Regions from separate parts of the Mus musculus genome. Here region 1 is linked to region 2. The links are chromatin contacts, called in public promoter capture Hi-C maps. All regions are on one chromosome and are shown on one strand. Each heading gives the region's core, a stretch centred on a gene start, on an enhancer-like site or on the middle of the called end of the contact. The rest is flanking DNA. Distances are from core to core; before and after follow the strand shown.

The links. Capture Hi-C pulls out chosen DNA fragments and counts their contacts.
Region 1: a contact with region 2 is called in a promoter capture Hi-C map of liver. The contact joins two enhancer-like sites. A contact is called at or near these places in 4 of 484 Hi-C or Micro-C datasets (granulosa cells, liver, myocytes and 1 more), 1 of 115 datasets of contacts at active chromatin or transcription factors (embryonic stem cells) and 3 of 9 other capture datasets (adipose tissue, liver and pancreatic islet).

Annotation. Positions count from the first base shown.
Region 1 is chr7:144,525,056-144,529,510 of GRCm38.p6, forward strand. The region is part of intron 2 of Ppfia1 (protein tyrosine phosphatase, receptor type, f polypeptide (PTPRF), interacting protein (liprin), alpha 1); the gene reads right to left. Among named protein-coding and RNA genes, the nearest start is that of Ppfia1, 26 kb to the right of the region's middle. Within about 2 kb of position 2,991, at least 43 of the 459 cell types and tissues checked have an H3K27ac peak or open chromatin away from gene starts, as enhancers often do. A contact at or near this core is called in granulosa cells and liver, where this site is marked.
Region 2 is chr7:144,448,116-144,452,216 of GRCm38.p6, forward strand. It overlaps Cttn (cortactin), which reads right to left. Exons shown (of 18, transcript NM_007803.5): 10 at 3,912-4,022; 11 at 2,863-2,973; 12 at 1,445-1,500. Among named protein-coding and RNA genes, the nearest start is that of Gm34561, 19 kb to the left of the region's middle. Within about 2 kb of position 2,211, at least 64 of the 459 cell types and tissues checked have an H3K27ac peak or open chromatin away from gene starts, as enhancers often do. A contact at or near this core is called in granulosa cells and liver, where this site is marked.

The DNA.
Region 1 (4,455 bases), core at 1,741-4,240, 78 kb after region 2:
TCCCCCTTCTTCCTTCTTTCAAATCTGTCTTCTGTTTTTCTGAAACAAACAAAAACCTGAGACTCTTTTACTTAGATTCTTTCACAAAGGCCCTGTGGCATAAGGTCAACACCAAAGCTCCTTTGTACTGGTAAGAAGCAATAACACCTGACAAAAGCCTATTCTGGCATCTGGGTAACAGAAAACTAGCAGGGTATGAGGTTATGATTGGGGTCGTGTTGATGGCAGTTGATTCACCACCCCCACTAACAACAGTGGGTCATTTACTGGGTCAGCACTACTGATAAAACAAAACCTAACTAGTGCCCTGTGAAAAACTCTGAACTCTTTTTTCTTTTTTTTTTGGTTTTTTTCGAGACAGGGTTTCTCTGTGTAGTCCTGGCTGTCCTGGAACTCACTCTGTAGACCAGGCTGGCCTCAAACTCAGAAATCCGCCTGTATCTGCCTCCCAAGTGCTGGGATTAAAGGTGTGCACCAGCATCGTCTGGCTTGAAACTCTGAGAGTGCATATATATAGACAGACACATATACATTTGGGAGATGGGGCAGAGCCTCAACAGCCAAAACTTTATTTTTCCTCTTAGCCTTTTTATACCTTTTTAGATTAAAAAAAAAGTTCTTATAAAATTAGCTCATAGATAAATGCTACACCAAAGAAAAGTAACAGAAGGATGTCGATAATAAGTTCAAAGCAGTGTTTCATTCTATAAGCGCAGTATAAGTTCAAAGCAACAGTTTCACGTGGCCTCGGTTTATCATAGTGCAACCCTGTGGCTTCATTTTTGGATGTAATCTAGAATGAATGTTTTTCCTTGATCACAAATCTGCCCCAAGCCTGTTTCTCTTCTTAGTGTAATTTATGAAAGCTCATTGTATTTTTTATTATGCAGCCTTTACTTACTATTGTATAGGAGGGGGCACATTCTATTCTTGATTCTAACTTTATTATATCTTTCTGGCAAAACTACAACTATGTCCTTAAACTTTCTTCCTAAAATTATTTTAATTCTATAAAGTCATTAAGTCATCTAAACAGCATTAATTCATGAAAATTCATCTTCATATTGATTTACAAGAAAGCCCCCAGAAATCATTATCAGCAGCAAGAAGCAATCCTGGGACCAAGTATCCGGGGCTGTGCCTCTCCAGAGTGCACCCATTATGGCCACGCAAAACTGTGGGCCATCTCCAGGAACTCACTTGCTTGTCCTAGCCTTTCCTAGATGGCTTCTGTCAGACACCTCAATGCCATTGAACATAAAGTTAATAAGCATGTACACAGGTCCCTCACTACTCACTGCCAGGTAGCATGAGCCCTCCAAGTACAGAGGAGTGGTGGCTCCAGCAGTAATCCCTGCTCCATGGTCAGCACACTGGCCACAGGAAAGCCCACATTCCTCATACTGTTGTTGCCCCCCCTTCTGAACATGACCTCCTACTGGTCCTCTGCCTCAGATTCACAAGTCTACTTACTCCAGAGCAGCTGCTGCTACCCTACAGTTCAAAATTTGTACACTTCCTACAGAGCTCTTCCTCAACTTCCCCTACTGGGTGCTAGCAAAGCCAGCCTCCTAGCCTCTGATCTGTGCACCTTCCTGCTGGCCTAAGTGTTCCAGCAGGCAGAAGCTCAGTTCTCAGAACAGAACGTCTACCACCAGGTCTGATTAGCCAGTGTGCAATGCCCAAGTGATGGTGAGGGCACAAAAGATCCCACCATCAAAGGAGATGCTGCCTGGAAGAAACATGATACCATCTGGTTGGGCTCTGGTTTCAACACTAGGTTTCAGGTAACATGATATGACCTACGAATAGAGATGTCCTGTGCAGAAAAGCAACTGGCAACTCCTGGGCCTCCCCCTCCTGAGTCAACACTTTTGATAGTTGCACCTGGCTTGTTCTGAAAGCTTCCCTAGGTAGCTCATTACCCATCCATGTTAGAAAAGGCCTTTCTGATCTCAGGTACATCACACAAGTTCCTCCTTCATACTTATTTACCTTCAGGATACATGTGAAGATTCTTTATTCTACCCAGGGTCCAAGACTGCACAATCCCATGAAAATGACACACATGTGCCACTTGACTGCCAGGCAGTGGAACTGCTAGTCCATTAGCTTGACAGGCAGCCCATCACCCCTTCATGTGGCACTGTGACTCCTAAGGGGACCCAGGTTAACTGACTGGAGATACAATGGCTGACTTTGTTATTGACGGAGATGAAGTCACTGAAGTCCCTTCAGGTCACTCTTCTTTGTGGCAGAGGCAGCATTTTTGCCAAACAAGACTCCTGACACATGTGGCACAGTTGCTGGCACTCAGGGAACAGTCCTGGATCTCCACCCTGCACTTGCCATGATTGGTCTGTGCTAAGAAAGTCTTCAAGAACAGCCAGGATTCAGGGTTTCACAGCTCACAAACTGTTCTCAAGGTTAGATACCCTTTAAAACCCAAGGATCTCAGCCTCTCCTCTCAACCAGCACTAGACGCTGGCCCATCAATGGTCACAGACCTGGATTGTCTTCTGGAGCTGACTCTATCCTGGCTCCATGCTAAGGAGTCCGTTAGGACCTAAACTGACCCATCAAAACCTGAATATAGGGACTAGAGAGATGGCAAAGCAGTTAAGAGCACTAGCTGCTTTCAGGGGAACTGGGATCAGTTATCAGCACCCACCCACACAATGACTTATAGCTGTCCTAGAAACTCTCAGTTCCAAGGATCTGGCACCCTCTCCTGGCCTCTGAGGGCACCAGGCATGCAAGCAGTGCACTTACATACATACAAGCAAACATTCATACACATATGGACTCAAGCTCAGCATAGCTACACACAAAAGACAAGAAGCAATAGCCAGTCAGATCTGGTTGATTGCCAAGAGGAACAGAAGGGCCAGGAAGCAGTTTCAAACACGGGGATCAGGGCTGAACACACTCCTTTCTCAGCTTCTGGCCAGCAACTGAGGAGAATGTGTTCTGGACTCCTAACCTCAAACAGCTTTGTGGGAGGGCAGCCTGAAAGCCTTGGTATGGCCTTGGCCTATCTATGGCTAACCAACAGTCTGGGCTCAGCAGCTGGGACATTTCCTCACTCCTGGCAAGTGGTCATTCCTGATGAGCCAACATCTTTCTTCTTTTATTATCCCTGAGGGCACTGTGGTTAATAAGGAGCTAGTGTGACTGTTGTGTGCCAGCGTGTAGGATCTGTAAAGTTATCCTCAGTTAATTCCCCGTACATCTTATAGCAGAACTATGGCACCGCACTGATTTTTAAAGACTATGCGTGGAACTCAGCTTCTCTGATGACAAAAGAAGTCATACTTCAAACATTACCAAAATAATACTCGCCCTACTATGCCACACAACTAGAAACGGAGCAAGTCAGGGACATGTGCTTTGTCAATGCCACTGCCATGAATCACAGAGCACTGAACACATCGACTTTACTGTCACTCTCCAATGCAGTTATAACCTACAGAAAAGACTTGCTATGTTTTAATGAAAAAGTTAAAAGTCATGTATAGTCATAAGTGTTCGTGCATGTGAGGAATGGTACTCTGCACTGGGTCAGCTGCAAGCCAATGGTCTAGTCCACAGCCTAGCACCTAAAGAGCTGCCTTACGCTGTCTCCTCTTTCCTTTCCTTCTGTGTGTGTTTTGGTTCTGAGTCAAATGGCACACACAGTCCAAGCTGGTCTCAAACTCACTTTATAGTAGAGAATGACTTTGAACTCCTGATCCTCCTACCTCCATCTGAGTACTGGGATCACAGGCATATACCATCATTATGCCTGGCTGCCTCACTACTTCTAAAAACATGTATACAATGTCCTTAACTCATTTGCATGCCAGCATAATTTCTCTTGATTTGCAGTATCTGCCTTTTTAAAGCTCTCTTCTAGCACTAGAGACAGAAGGGAATAGTATCTACTATAGCACAGCAAACAACCATAAGCCTAAAATGAGTTGTATTTGGTATCAAAGATGAGTCGGGTGGTGGTAGTGCACGCCTTTAATCCCAGCACTTGGGAGGCAGGCGGATTTCTGAGTTTGAGGCCAGCCTGGTCTACAGAGTGAGTTCCAGTACAGCCAAAGCTACACAGAGAAACCCTGTCTCAAAAAAAAAAAAAAAAAGATGAATCTTGGGCTGGAGAGATGGCTTAGGGGTTAAGAGGTTAAGAGCATTGGTTGCTTGCTCTTCCAGAGGTCCTGAGTTCAATTCCCAGCAACCACATGGTAGCTCACAACCATCTGGAATAGGATCCGATGCCCTCATTTAGTGTGTCTGAAGACAGCTACAGTGTACTCATATAAACTCATATAAATGAAATACATCTTTAAAAAAAGTTGACTCTTCTTAGCCATCACATGCACAGTACAGCTAGTGCCCACTGCACTAGTGCTAGTGCCCACAGTACAGCCCTCAGTGCCCACTGCAGGAGTCTGAGGAGAAGCTCCTCCT
Region 2 (4,101 bases), core at 961-3,460:
TGCACACCACCTGACTACATATCATCATTCTTAAACTCAGTTCATCTTGCTTCCTCAGGGCCAGTTAGCACAAGCCACCAGCTTTGCTCTAGGGGTCTCCTGTGAGATACCCTGGTGACCTGGGAGATGCCCAGGATGAAGCCAACCACAGTGAGCTGAGTCTAAAGGAAGAACAACTCAGGGGATGACCCAGGCACGCCATGTGTGACCACAGTCAAGGGCAGGAAGGAACATTGGCATCTGTGCAGTTGAGAGTATGCAGCTCACCTCAGGCAGAGGAAAGCAGCCCCTGCCAGACCACTGGAGAACCCACAGAGCTGTCTAGCAATAGCTTTCCCCACCACTGGCTGACATACTAGAAAAACAACTTTCACCAGCTCACAGCTGACCTTACAGGGTTCTGGAACTGATTAAAAGCAACAACAGGCTGATGAGGGGATCTGGAGAGAAGGAGCAATCTGTTACCACAGGAACACGCTTTCATGACTAAAAGACAAAGCTGGACAGGATGGCACTGGCCACCAATGCCAGACCCCGAAGGCCGAGGCAGAAGCACCTCAAGTCCCAGGCCTGCCTGGGTGGCACAGCAGGACCCTATCTGAAGGAAAAAGTGAAAAAGGGCAGGCTAAGGCCCAGGATGTCCCAGGTGCTGGCCCACTGCAACAAGACTAGTAAGTAGTCCAGTTCCCCCGTCTGTGGTAACAGACAGTGACTAAATGTGGCCACTAAGCAATTCTGAGAACTGGTTTTTGCCTGGCTTTCTGCTAATAATTAAAAGTTCAAGCCAGGCAGTAGTGGCGCACACCTTTAATCCCAGCACTCGGGAGGCAGAAGCAGGCAGATTTCTGAGTTTGAGGCCAGCCTGGTCTACAGAGTGAGTTCCAGGACAGCCAGGGCTATACAGAGAAACCCTGTCTCGAAAAAACAAAACAAAAAAAAAACAAACAAACAAACAAAAAAAAAGTTCAAATAGTCAGGCTGGAGAGATGGCTCAGAGGTTAAAAGCACTTGCTGGCTGCTCTTCCAGAGGTCCTGAGTTCAATTCCCAGCACCACATGGTGGTTCATAACCATCTATAATGGGATCTGGTGCCCTCTTCTGGTGTGCAGGCACACATGCAAGCAGAACACTGTATACGTAATAAATAAAGCGTCAGAAAAAAAAAAAAGGTCAAATAGGTCCCAAGACCCTTGTATCAAGTGCCTCAATTTCACCCAAGATCCCTCCTGCTAACTGCTGTGCTGTGACCAAGTACTCAGCTTGGTTGGCCTCAGCCCCACATGTGAAACAGAATGAACCCACAGTGTGCCACATGAGGTATGCAGGGTTCCCAGGTGGCCACTCCAGAGCCATGGAATGATATACCTAATGTCACTGGACAGACCTCCATGTAGTGAGCCAACGGCCCTCGGAAGACATCCCCACCATGGCTCACCAGTCTTACCTTGTCCATCCGATCCTTCTGCACCCCATACTTCCCGCCGAATCCTTTGGCATAGTCTAAAAGGTGGTAAAGGTGAGACTTACGTGAGGCTGAGGATGGGCGAGCAGTGGCAGGCACATGCGCATGGATCCACAAACAGCCCGGGGACACAGACCAGAGCGGAGGGACGTGAAAGCTGCCCGAGGACAGGCTCTCCTGGCAGAGCCAGCTGTCTAACCACAGTGCCCAGTGCAGGCAGGGAGTAGGAGAGGTGTGGGCATGCTTCCAGGAATGGGGACAGGGAGGGGATGGGCGGCAGGCCAGCGGGAAGGAAGCCAAGGAGGGAGGACACAGGACAGGCCTTTGCAGTGCACACTTCTATAGCACAGTCTTCGCACCAGCCAGGGCCTTATTCTCATCTGCTTCCTGGGCGCCTGCTCTACTGGGCACTAATTAGAGGCCCCATCGTGGTTTGTTCTCTTGCTTTTTAAAAGAAAAAACAAAAAACAAAACAAAACAAAAACTCTGTGTGGAAATGCCACCAGACAAGTATGTCTGTTGCTGCCACACACAAACACATGAAAGTGACAGTCATGCAGCCTTGACATCACAGGAACCAATGGCCACCTCCACACAATCTGCTGGGCCAGCACCAAGTACATTCACTCTGGGCCTGATGGCATCTGGGAGCCCACAGTCCACCCTGATCCAGGGAGTCACAGGCCTCTGCCTGGGTGCTCAGCTTCTAGGAACCAGGTTGGCTCTGGGAACCAGGTCTGACCTCTCAAAGAGAAAAACTGCAATAGCTTCTGAGATCCCCAGGGCATGCCTCCACCTGCCAGTATCAGCCACACACAGTGTGCACTAGGGTAAGGCTCTGGGTGGAGACAGATACTACACACAAGTCCGTGTGGCCAAAAACCAAAACAAACACACACATAAAACCTTGTATACCTGGCCAAAAAGAAACAAAAACAAAAACAAAAAACAAAAAACAGCAACAAAAATCCACACCTCTGTAAACAAAGACACAGGGAGCACATGAAACACATCTTTCATTCTCCACCACCCCAGTGTGTGGTTAACATCAGGTCTGAGAGAAGCAAACCCAACTCCCTATGGGTCAGAGAGTCAGCGCTGGGGGTCTGCAGCGATGAGGCCAGAGGTGTTCCCTGCAGATACTATACCAACCTGGCCTGCAGAGTGCCTCCTAACCTCAACCCAGAAGGCTGGAGGGAAAAAAAGAACAGGGGTGGGGTGGGGGAGGAAAAGGACCAAGCTCCGGGATGTTGCTCTAGCATGACACTTGAGTGGAGGCCATCGCTGGCAGCTGGCGGCACAGGGAACTGTCACAGGCACTGCGGTAAACCCTGAAGTCTGCTCCAAGTCAGCTGCACTGCAAGGGCTGGTGGGGGGGTGGGGGTGGGGGGGAACTGTGCCTTGCTGGGACTCGTGCTTGGCCAATCTCTCCTTGTAATCAAACCCCACAGCGGAGGAGTCCTGCCTCTCGGACTGAACACCAAATTTGCCTCCGAAACCAGTCTTATAGTCTGGAGATCCACGGGAGACAGTGAGGAGCATGACCGAGAGAGGAGACAGCTAGGTTAGAATCACGGGAACACGCGCACTGGTCCAGTACGTCATGTTCAGACCTCTGATCTGGGCCTGTTGATCTAACATTGACCAAAGCGTAAAGGAACAAACAAACTTAAGGTCAGTAGACTTCAGCTGAGACGCAGAAGCAGGATCAGAACTGGATGGTAAAGTTTAGTTAAAGCTACTCCAGGCTTCAAGGTTTGCCTGAAGGGACGGCTGAATACAGCTACAGGGTTTTACCCTCCTCAAACCAGCTTTCCCTGGGACAGAGTTCCCACTGTGACAAGAAAAATTCCTAATTAGAACAGAAGTGTGCAAGGATTTGAGGGAGACTCAGATACAGACCCTGCCCAGCACAGACCAGTTCCTGGAGTTCTATCTCCAGAACTGCAGAAAGAAGTGTGCCTTCAAGCCGGGCGTGGTGGTGCACGCCTTTAATCCCAGCACTAGGGAGGCAGAGGCAGGCGGATTTCTGAGTTCAAGGCCAGCCTGGTCTACAAAGTGAGTTCCAGGACAGCCAGGGCTACACAGAGAAACCCTGTCTCGAAAAACCAAAAAAGAAAAAAAAAAAAGTGTGCCTTCCACATATCAGAGCCCACCTTATAAAGGAGAACCCAGGAACCTGGAGGACAAAGGACCCCTCCAAGGGTGCCGCAGTAACCAGGCTCCCAGGGGCTGCAGCCTTGGCATGGGGTGAGATGGGACGGATCACCCTATCCCCCTGCTGCCTATGGGGACTTCTGGAACTAGTGGAGACATGGACAACTTCACATCGTGAGAACAAAACTCAAGACAGAAACGCGGCTGACATGAAGCACGTGACCCACCGAGGGACGACACGAGCGTCCCAGAGGGCCCTGAAGAAAGCAGGGAGTGGGGCTAGAGGAGGTACCTTTTTGGGATTCATGCAGCTGCAGCTTCTCCTGATGGTCCCAGCCAAGGGCACACTTGTCCTGTCTGTCTGTCTGCACACCAAACTTTCCTCCAAAGCCTTTTACATAGTCTGCATGCACAACAGAAAGCCATACCCCAGCATTACTGCACAGCCCAGGACAAAGAGGAGGTGGGTTTCAGATGCAAGA